Regions from separate parts of the Drosophila melanogaster genome. Here region 1 is linked to region 2. A link is a contact called in public Hi-C data. All regions are on one chromosome and are shown on one strand. The core of a region is the stretch at or near the end of the contact, and the rest is flanking DNA. Distances in the headings are between cores, read along the strand shown. Region 1 overlaps sgg (shaggy). Region 2 holds the start of Raf (Raf oncogene).

Region 1 (5,007 bases), core at 1,429-3,928, 370 kb after region 2:
TTCAAAGCCGCAGACTTTGCCCCATCATATAGATTTTCCACAATGGCCAGTGCACTGGGCTTTTTCAGCAAATAGCAGAATGAATATCTCTTATCAATTGTTTTTAAACTGTGCTTTTCTAATATCTTTCATTTCCTTTCTTCTATTTGTAGGTAAGTGTCAATTGAATGGAAACACAAATTCCTCATAACTCCCGAGGGTTATCGTATCGGGTGAGATTGTTCTATGTACACACACACACACACATATATATATATATATATATATATATATATATACACGCATAGATAAGTATTCTTTATGGGTGCGGAAAATTTTCGGAGATTTAATGTAAAGTGATAAAGGTCTGGCTGCTCTCTGCTTCTTCTTCTATTCTTAGTCTTAGTGAATTAGTCAGCGAATGAAATGTTATGCATAATGCAAAATGGTTTTATGAAACGTACTTTGTTGCATATTTTCTATCTTGTTGAAGTTGGGTCAATAACCCAGTAGCAACAAGTGAATTTTTCCGATAGCTTTGTCTTCAGCCTTCTCCGCGCTGAGATAAACGTGGGTGGGATATATATGCCTGGATAATATATATGATCTTATTCTCCCTTTTATTGTCATATGTAAAATGTAAAATTTGATCTTGGCTTTATTGTGGAGCGCAGTCTCGACGGCTGGAACACGATAAGGCAAAGCGGAATATTCTCGCTCGTCTCTACAACAGGCCATTTAACTGTTGTTGCATTTGTCGCTGATAAGAAAATCCGACAATGGTTAGAGGCAGGGAGGGGGGGGGGGGTAGCAGCGGCGCGGCAGGAGCAGGGCAACAGCACTGACTTACGCCAGCTGATGTTGATTTCTTCGCCAACTCATCTACATAGTACACTTTATGACTGGCAAACTTTGGATTAAGTGTGTGTATAGGTTATAATTATAATACGCTGCTGTTCTCAACGATAGTAGAAATAAGTGCGCACAAAATGACCGACGAGTTTTTGGACTGGCTTATGGATAATATAACATTTCCGACGAGCCACCGCATCCATCGGGATCCAGTTACCCAGCTGCCCACCAGTGTCATACGATGGGGTAGTACTTGCAGTCGATTGTTTTTAAAGATTCCACTAGGTGTCCGTTTTAGATATACGATAAACTGGTGGCTGTCAGTTGCATCAGTTCGGAATCTTGGCCCCGTGAGCTTAGCGAACGAAGCGTTAACGCCGCGGTGCGAAAAGTGGCAAGTGGCTAGTGGCTAGTGGCACATTCCCCTTGCTGCTGACTGCTACGATTACAGCGTATGGAAGGCACTGTGTCACAGCGTGCTTGTCACCTCGGTATCATCATCATATCATCATCAGCCCAAAGCAGTTCCCATCCGGCGAGTCGTAGTGGTGATTTGCAGCTTTCGCAGATGCTGACTGATAGCAGGAAGGTTGGCGAACTATATATATATATATATGTTGTAGAACTTGCCTAGCTTACTTTTGGTACTTCACTTCGCCCAACTACCGCCCACCCCCGATTTCTCGCTGTGTAGAGGTTAAGTCAAAGCTACGACAGCCTGCATGATCGAAGATCATCGGCAGTAAAGAGATCAAGAGGCACGCGGCTATATTGCTTACAGCGCTGATTATATATAGCCATAGGTATATATATATATATGTATATATATTCCCGTCGAGGGGGTGGCAGGAAAGAGGATGGGAAGATGGAAGGAATTGGGGATTCGGGAGCAGAGATTACGCCGTGTTAGCTGCTGTTGTTTCTTTTTTTTTTAACGCTCGACAATCACGCGCTCGTTTCATAAAACGGATGACAGAGCAAAAAACTTTTCCAAAAATATCAAAGCCCAACAACATGCATATATTGAACAGCTTGTGAAATGTATTTTTACGTATATGTATATATGTATTATATATGTATGTACATTCGTATATTCACTAAATCTGTGACCAAACGGAGGCGTGTCTCTGTCGTCTTTGTTTTTGTTTTTTGTTTTTTATGCCGCCCTCTCACCTCATTTCCTTTCTACCCTGCCCTGCCTCACGTTCGATTTGGAATTTGAAATGGAAAAATATGTTTTTGTGCTTTTCACTGGGAGTAGTAGTAGTAGGAATATTTGCAATTCGGATTATTATTTGTTGGAAAAGAGCAGGGAATCCATATAAAACCTATTGATGCTGCTGACCATTGAAGAGTAAGAGTAAATGTGGGCTTGTATTGATGGATATTGATGCTCCATATTGATCTGCTAAGAACAATATAGCAATTTGTGTATTTATATTTGCACACTGATAGCGATGCAACCAAGTGATTAGTGATTAGTGTTGCTATTTTCGTCACTTACAGCGATGGAAATGTTTTTTATTTAGCATTTGCCCAGCTGTTTTTCCATTGCCGTTACGCGTCTGCTTTTATATTAATTTGCTTTATTTTATTTTATGTTATCATGTCAACTCGCATTCAATACTCGTGTTTGATCAGCTGTGAAAAGAGCATTTTCAATGGATTCTAGTTACTAGATGCCAGATATCAGATACAAGTAGTTCTCTTTAAAATGCACCTCACAAACTATTGATTTCTCTTTGGCGAAATGGCTTCCTCTTCACCGATTTGTTTGTGTTTTGTATATTTGCTGTTGCTGTTTTCTGGGCACTTTGAGGTCTTCTAACGATTGGGGATGATGGGGAGGCATTTGGGCTTTACGTAGATACAAAAGAGAAAAAAATGTTGCCCGATTTTATTGGTGGCATTCAAAAGTATGCTATGGAAAGTTCCACCGAAGCTGCGATAGAAGAGACGACCGACCACCGACACCCGTTGTGGTGATGTGATAACGATGCAGGTGACAATGGCTGGCGGATTCATTTCTATAAGGTTGCCAAGTGCTGCAGATTGTGGGGCATCTCGTGATCTCCGCCCGCGTGGGTCGTCATCTGGCCATCCCTTTTCCACCGCCTCGCTTAACCGATCTCTGCCCTCTCTTTTGCCCAAAAACCGTGATCGACAGATAGATTTCTTAGCCAATAAAATAGAATAAAATCAATTCGTTTCAATTAAATGAAGTCTATATATGCTAACACTAGTCTATACTGCATATGCATTAGCATTAGTAGCAAACAGAAAAATGGCACTGATAGAGTATATTTTTTAATTGTCAGCACAACGGCAAGGTGAAGATTGCGAATCAAATATATAAAAAAATACTCTAAAATAAAAAAAACAAGGTGCACACTGGGGCTATACATACTCGTACATACATTTACCAAAGACCCTAGAATAACAAGATGCGTAACGGCCATACATTGGTTTGGCACTATGCAGCCACTTTTTTGGTGACGGCCAAAATTACTCTCTTTCGGCTCACTCCCGCTGAGAGCGTAAGAAATCTAAAAATATAATTTGCTTGCTTGTGTGAGTAAAAACAAGAGACAAGAACGCGTATAAGTGTGCGTGTTGTGCTAGAAGACGATTTTCGGGCCGAAATCAATTCTGATCGAAGAAACGAATTTACATGGTACATATTAGGGTAGTTTTTGCCAATTTCCTAGCAATATGATAAATTAAAAAAAAATTATTATAATTTTAAAGCTTTTTAAATTTGTTTGTTAAAATTGTTGCTCGAATTAGCTACCGTTTACACATTTATATTTATGTTTAATTCTAATTTGTCTCTCATCTGACAATTTTTTAAAAGCTAAATATTTTTTTTGAAACACTTTTAATGTTAATGTTACATCATATTAAGTCAAATGATTTAATAAATATACTAAATAATTAAATATGATAACTGTTTATTGCAAAAGTAATATCAAAGACACTAGAATTATTCTAGTTTCTTTGCTTTGGTCATATTTTGAGGCACGAAGTGCGGACACAAGCACTCAACAATCATTACCTTATTAATTATTCACACGCCGCAAGATGAATACTCTAATGACAAATATTCTAATATAAAGCCATTTTTGAAATTTATTTTTGTGATAATATGTACATAGATTTGGCTATTTCTAACCTATTTTCAAATAATAATAACGTTAAGGCATGCAAAACAAGAATTTTTCGCATGGTGCCAATTGATCAAAAATAATATAGATTTAAAGTCTAAGAACTTCTGAGGTGAAGGGCATATTTTGTCAAATTTACAATGCATGAGCATACGTGTGCACACATACAGTTGTCTGCTATCACACTTTGTGCGTTGAAAAGAGCTGTTCGCTGTAGCGCTCTTCGCTCTCTCGCTCTCTAACAAAAATTCGAGAGAGCCTGGAGCCACCTCTAGAGCCACGGCCAAAAAATTGTGTGCCAAAAAATCGTATGGCGTTACGCATCTTGTTATTCTAGTGTCTTTGCATTTACCCTTCAGACGTTCCAGTCTTGGCTAATCTTAAGTGAAATCCAAGGGATACATCTACATCTACATCCTTGAAATAAAACTAGTTTGCTATTGGGTAAGGGTTTTCATTCAATTTCATTCAACTTGGTTGGGGTTCTGACGGATAGGGCATTTATTTTGGGCGTGGTTCAACTGAAACCGAAGTTCGTGCGGCTAAACTGCGGCGATGACTCCACTTCCACGTCCATGCCACACAGATATTGAATGGTGGGGGTGCAAAATGCCAGTTTTCGGGTTAGATCCCGATTATTGTTTAGTGAACGCGCTTTCCATTTTCCTTTATTGCTCTCCATCCATCCATCCGTCTGTGTTAGCTTCCTCCACCTTTCGTTCCGTTCCGTTCCGAATGGGGTTTTCGCCCCCTTTAATGTGGTGATACTGCGTCATGGCATTTTGCATGCCACCGCACTGCGCCGCCCACAAACGCCCACGCCCCCTTTTTGCGGCTGAGTGGTGCCAAATGCTTGTATATCGATTAGTTTCCGTCGACGGTGGCGGCAACACAACAAATTGCTTTGCCGCTCGGACAGCTCCAACTGTTCCATCAGCAGCAGCGGCCCATGTTTCACCTTTTCGATATAGTTTCTCAATGTTTGGTCAGGGGGGATTGTGGGGGGGGGGTG
Region 2 (5,564 bases), core at 930-3,429:
TGGCCGCCTGTTGAGGGTTTAAGGTGAGGGGTGAAGAGAACTTTGTGCTTGGTCACCGTGGCTTACTGTTTCGGTTCCTGTTTCAACCGCACACGTCCGCACGGTTCTCGCGTTCGAAACGAAATAAAAACGCAAACGCTAAATGAAAGACGTTCGCTCGCAGCCGCTGCCGCAGTGGCGTCGCTGCCTCTGCCCTCGGTGGCAGAGCGCACAGATGTTTGCGTTCAAACGGAAGTGGCTTAAGAGAGCGCCTAAGAGAGAGAGAGTGAGAGAGCGAATGGCCTACGTGCGTATTTGTACATGCATACACACAGCTGAGGCAAACAAATAATAACACCTAGGCGCTTAAATAAAAGTTTTTAGGCCAATCGTCTCAAGCTAAATGATTTGATTTACTTTATATAGGTGCTCTGTATGAACTAAGTTAATTGACATATTGCATTAACAATCTTTACAGACACAATAATCTTAGTTCCAACTTGCAAATTGCTAACATAATTTTTCCAATATTCCCACATATCTTAAAACTGTAATTACATTTTCAGTGCTATTCTCTCCACCTGCACTGTACATGTGTATGTATATTTGTCGCAAAGATTTTTACTCATTTGTAACGGAAGCAAATCGCTGGTCAGTGGGTGGTGTATTTGTGTTGTCGTGGGTGTTTGAGTGGTTGGGCGCTTCGGTGATGAGCATAATCCGCATAGTTGTTGCTCCTGCCCCTTTATTATGTAAAAATAGTGACTTTGGCTGGATTTGGCTATGCAAAGTACTTGCTAAGGCAATCACCTACACTTGCGGCAACTGCTAATTGAGAAATCCACACGGCGCTGACATGGAATCATTCGAATCCATTGAAATTGCCAAATTAGGCGTGGGGGTAACCCCTTGAACTTATCGGCTCGGCTTAACGGGTTTAACAAAATTAAATACACACATATGCGCATGTATACATATGTTCATGCTTGTAGAGTGGCTCCTATAGTCTGTTTTGCGAATCAGAATCCAAGTAGAATAGTTTTTTAAGTGTTGTCTCAAAGATGTATGCATACATGGATGTATGTATGTATGTGTGCTTATGACTCTGTAGAAGGTCTATAAACTATGTATTTTGAGGTTTTGAAATGCGAGCTCGAATCAACCCCCTTCCCCGTTTCCAGCTCGATTCATCCTCTTCAACAAGTTCATCTCATCATTTACAGTTTTAGCATGATCCGAAAAATAACAACAACAACAACGACAACAACAAAAGCAAGAAAGTGGGCACAAATAATCGTAACAACAACAATTGTGAGGTCAGTTTGGCACTAGTCAGCGTGTGTGATTATGTGCGCACTTATGTCTGCGTGCATGTACATACATACATATGTTTGTGTGCGAGCACAAAGAGACAATGCAAATTTGCACTCAAACAAAGAGAGAGCGAGTGCAAGTGCGAGTGCGAGAGAAAGGGAAGAGTTCATGAGCGTGCGTTGTGAATGGCTGGAGGGGTCGAGTGCTGTGAGTGGGGGGATCTTTGTTTATCATTTTTGTGTACTATTATTAAGGCGCCGCTGACGGTCGATGACGACATACACACACACACACACACACACACGCAAATGCAAACATAGAGTTTGCACGTGTTTGTGCAAAGTGTTTAGCCGCAAGAAGTAAAGTTCTCGTTTTGATTTTGTTTATTCAAAATTGAAATTCCCAGAAACAAAAGCTCCCATGACGATGATGATTCACATGCCAGACGCTGCGGGGAAAAACATCAGGAACTTTATCAGCTAATTGTGTCACAAGAGGACAAATAAGCCAGAAACATTTGCCTGCGCGCGTTTCTTGGTATAGTGCCATCAACTCGATCTCGATCTCAGTAGTTCATCTTTTATAATGCCCACACACACATACATATGTACATATATGAGCATATGTACATATGTACATAAGTCATATGTACATATATGAGCATATGTATGTACATAAGTCATATGTACGTACATACGTTTTTGATTATCTTAAAAAATTGTAATCACACGTACTCCTGCCATTTGACTTAGACCCACTTTCGATATTGACAAATTTTCAATGGTTTTACATTTTTTCCCCACCTCTATTCATAATTTCTGTGTCTCTTGTGTTGCTTAAATGGGCCGTTTTGATTTCTTTCGCGTCTCATTCCAATTCCATCCCTCTTCCATTCCCATTGCCACACGCTTGGCGCTCTTTTGCATTTTCTTAAAGTCGCCCAGATAAGTTCGGAATTACGTAATTAAGCGGCAGCAGCAACAACAAAAACAACATAACCAACAAGCTAACAATTAAGTATTTATTGCTTTCAATTTGCTGCCCGATAACAAAAGAAGCCAAAAAACAAAAAGGAAAAACGAGAGACTGGAAAAAACAAGCAGAACAAAGTAAATAAAAACCGAAACGGACACACATACACACACACACACACCGCTACCTGCGTCGACAGCGGCAGCGAAATCAGCGCCTCGCTTCAATTTTATTCCGTTTGAATTTGAAGATGTTTTTAGTGCACTGCCATTAAGTCCTTAGCACGCGCTTTTATTTCGCTTCGTTTCAATGTGCAGGTAGGAATAACAAAAAGCGGAGGATGGGAGTGACAACGAAATCGAAACTTTGCAACAAAATTGCATTTGAATGAGCAGCGGGGGCGCGCGGTAATTTCAATTATCAATAACATATTTAAATTCCCCATTCTCCTCCCCTTCTATTATCCTCTGTCCCTCCTTCCCCCCTCCACGGACTCCTACACCTTTTTTAGTCGCTCTCTCAACTCTTGATTGCTCTCTCTCTCCCTCTCTCTGTGCGATGGGAACGTTCTCTTTGCCTTTGCATCGGCCACTTCACTTCAGCGGAGAGCACAGTGGGATAAATTGGCAGTTGATGACCCATTGTTGCATTATTGTGTTTTAACCATAAAGCCAACAAATGCTTGGCGTTCAAGCCCTTCATGGAGTAACGCATATCAACGGATTGTCGGGGATTATCCAACGTCTTAAAGTCAAAATCTTACAAATCGCAGTATTTACCTGGCAAACGTGTTAATCCACAGGTAAGTTGGGCTGAAACCACCCTAAGTCAATATCAAGGGTTTTTTTTTAGATCTTTCTAAAGTTTAATTGTACGCATGTCTTAGCTTCGAATTCTTGTCATCCGAAATGCTTTGTTGTCCATTTGTTCTTGTTCTGGCCCACTGTGCCGCGTGTGAATGAACGTATAAAAAGTGAGAGCGTCGCCTGCCCGACTCATAAACGAAAATCAATGACTCCCAATGCGCGTACCCTTCCCTCACCCCCCTGCGGAGCCCAACGCTTTTTGGGAGTGATAAATGCCGCCTCAGCGTCGTCAGCAGATTTCAGCCTGCGCATGTTTGTCGGCCCGCAAACACTCGCAAACACACACACACGCTCTTCCCGTGATGTTTGTTGATTTGGCTGCATTCAAGAAACGACAGTGCTTGGGGCAGTGGGCATTGTTAGACTTTTAGTCGTTTCAACTCTACTTTCAGTGGGTATCATCCGCAACCAAAAGGAGGAAGGATGAACATTGCATGTGTGTACATACATATGTACATACGCAGTACGTAGTACGGATTACGTATTACGTATGGGCAGTTGCCATTTATGCAAGGTGGCTGTTCCTGCACTCGAACACATGTTTGTGTGGTCATTTGTAATTTGGTCAGGCGAGCAACAAGAAAAAAGGATAATGAAAGGATCAAATGTGCGTAGAACGTACATATAAAGGGTGTGATATCACAATTATTTTCGATGACTTCGTTTAATGTTGGAAAAGTAGACGGGAATGCATTACATCGAAGTGAACTATTTAACTTTGGATAGAACTGTTGTTTTTTGTAGGCATTTGCATTTCTCGCCGCTTCTTCTGCTCCTCCTCCTGCTCTTCGCTTTGGCGTTGGCGAGAGAGCGCCTCGTTGGTCTCTTTGTGTGTTTATGCTTTCAACATTGATACGTGCCACTTTTCGGATGCAGACTTGCGAGAAGCAGCGGGGGGGGGGGGGGGGGAAGAGGAAGTGGCAGAAGCTGGTAGACGGGGGCAACGTGTGGGGACAGCTGGGTGAGTTTGTAATTAATTGCGGCCTTGCCTCCCCTTCACCGCCAAACATCCTCATCCCCGGCAGCCAGGCTCCCTCGCTCGCTCAGGCAAACTCTCTCGCTGAGAAACCAGCCGCCAACAGTTTGTTTTCTTTTCTCGCCGCTCTCATCGTCACTTCCGACTCGTCGGGGGCAGAGGGTGGGCCAGCGGCATACTCTTTGTCTAGTCGCCAATCTCCCCGCACTCCACTTCATTCATGAAGCACAAAGTGTACAGCAGACACTCGCTAAGTGACTAGTGTTTCGTAATTCATTAAGATTTTTGTTGGTTTTCTTCTCTCATTTTTCCCGCACCAATTCTGCACTATTCACAAGTAAAAATGGCACCAACTCTCTTATTTGTGGGCACTAAAACGACCATGAATCGTCGTTCGGTGTTCACTGTACCTGCTGCCAGTAGCCCAAAAACGGACAGTGGCTGAGGCGTCAGCGTCGGCAGAGCAAAGAAAGCGCGCTAGTTACAGTTACAGTTACGTTACAGAGGGCCAAAGACAATGCTAGGCTTGGTTAACGGTAATTACAGCGTTTGTGGGGGGGGGGGGTGTGGTGTAGTGCTCGGGCGTAGCTAGGCAGAGGGATATTTGTTAATACATATGTAGCACTCGAATTCTTTAGTTGGTTTATAATATCATCAAGAATGAGGAAAAAACTAGCTAATTTGTTGATAAATGTTAAGATGCCCCTCTGTTTTAAGTCCTCACTAAGCCCATGAAAAGCACCGTTAATTGAGTGGGATGATCCCCATTGAAAGCGCAGTACTACAGCTAATTCCAATACCACTTTCAATATCCAATTGCTCGCCTTTCAATCGTCGAAACGGTGAACGAAGAGGAGAAAAGATAAGGGTATGTACCGAAATGTGGAAATACCCGAAAGGGCCATTGGAATATGGGATATTGAACCCTAATCGTGAAGACCTCGTGTTTTCTTTGACTCATCAGCCGATTTTGCGATAATGCGCTCTTTTTGGTATCCGTTGGATGATACATAAATTAAATACATAAATGATAACTTATAGAAACACCATACACAACTGTTTAGAAATTTGTGTCAATCACTGTGACTCACTCATGATTGGTGGCTCTATCCACTTGCAACTGCGGACTACGGACTAGGCTAAGAATTGCTTAGAATCGCTTAGCACTGAGAAAAATATAGGTGTTGTTTAGATTTGGTGCTCGGTTCCCAGGACACTCTCCCCAAATTGTCTTTAAAATACCGCATCGCTTGTTTGGAAACATGAAAAACAAACCGCAATGTTTTTCTTGTTGATTATGCATACATACATATGTATGTATGCATGTACATTCGTTTTGCGGTTAGTGGATTTTTTTTGTTTAAGTACCAAAGCATATAGTGATCCGAACGGCAAAACAATGCATTGCAGCATAATAACCTCAAAAGACTTCAAATATTTAGCTACCAAAAAGCGGT

The links. Hi-C and Micro-C count contacts between places; a contact is called where the count stands out from the background.
Region 1: a contact with region 2 is called in a Hi-C map of the Kc167 cell line, with 2.0 times the contacts expected there. The contact joins the enhancer-like site here to the promoter of Raf in region 2. A contact is called at or near these places in 3 of 107 Hi-C or Micro-C datasets (the D17-c3 cell line, the Kc167 cell line and wing imaginal disc).

Annotation. Positions count from the first base shown.
Region 1 is chrX:2,661,188-2,666,194 of dm6, forward strand. The region is part of intron 4 of sgg (shaggy); the gene reads left to right. Among named protein-coding and RNA genes, the nearest start is that of lncRNA:CR45197, 11 kb to the right of the region's middle. Within about 2 kb of position 2,679, at least 22 of the 39 cell types and tissues checked have an H3K27ac peak or open chromatin away from gene starts, as enhancers often do. A contact at or near this core is called in the Kc167 cell line and wing imaginal disc, where this site is marked.
Region 2 is chrX:2,293,287-2,298,850 of dm6, forward strand. It overlaps Raf (Raf oncogene), which reads left to right and starts at 2,180. Exons shown (of 7, transcript NM_001103397.3): 1 at 2,180-2,672; 2 at 2,868-3,067. It overlaps CG2865, which reads right to left and starts at 125. Exons shown (of 3, transcript NM_001272255.1): 1 at 67-125; 2 at 1-7.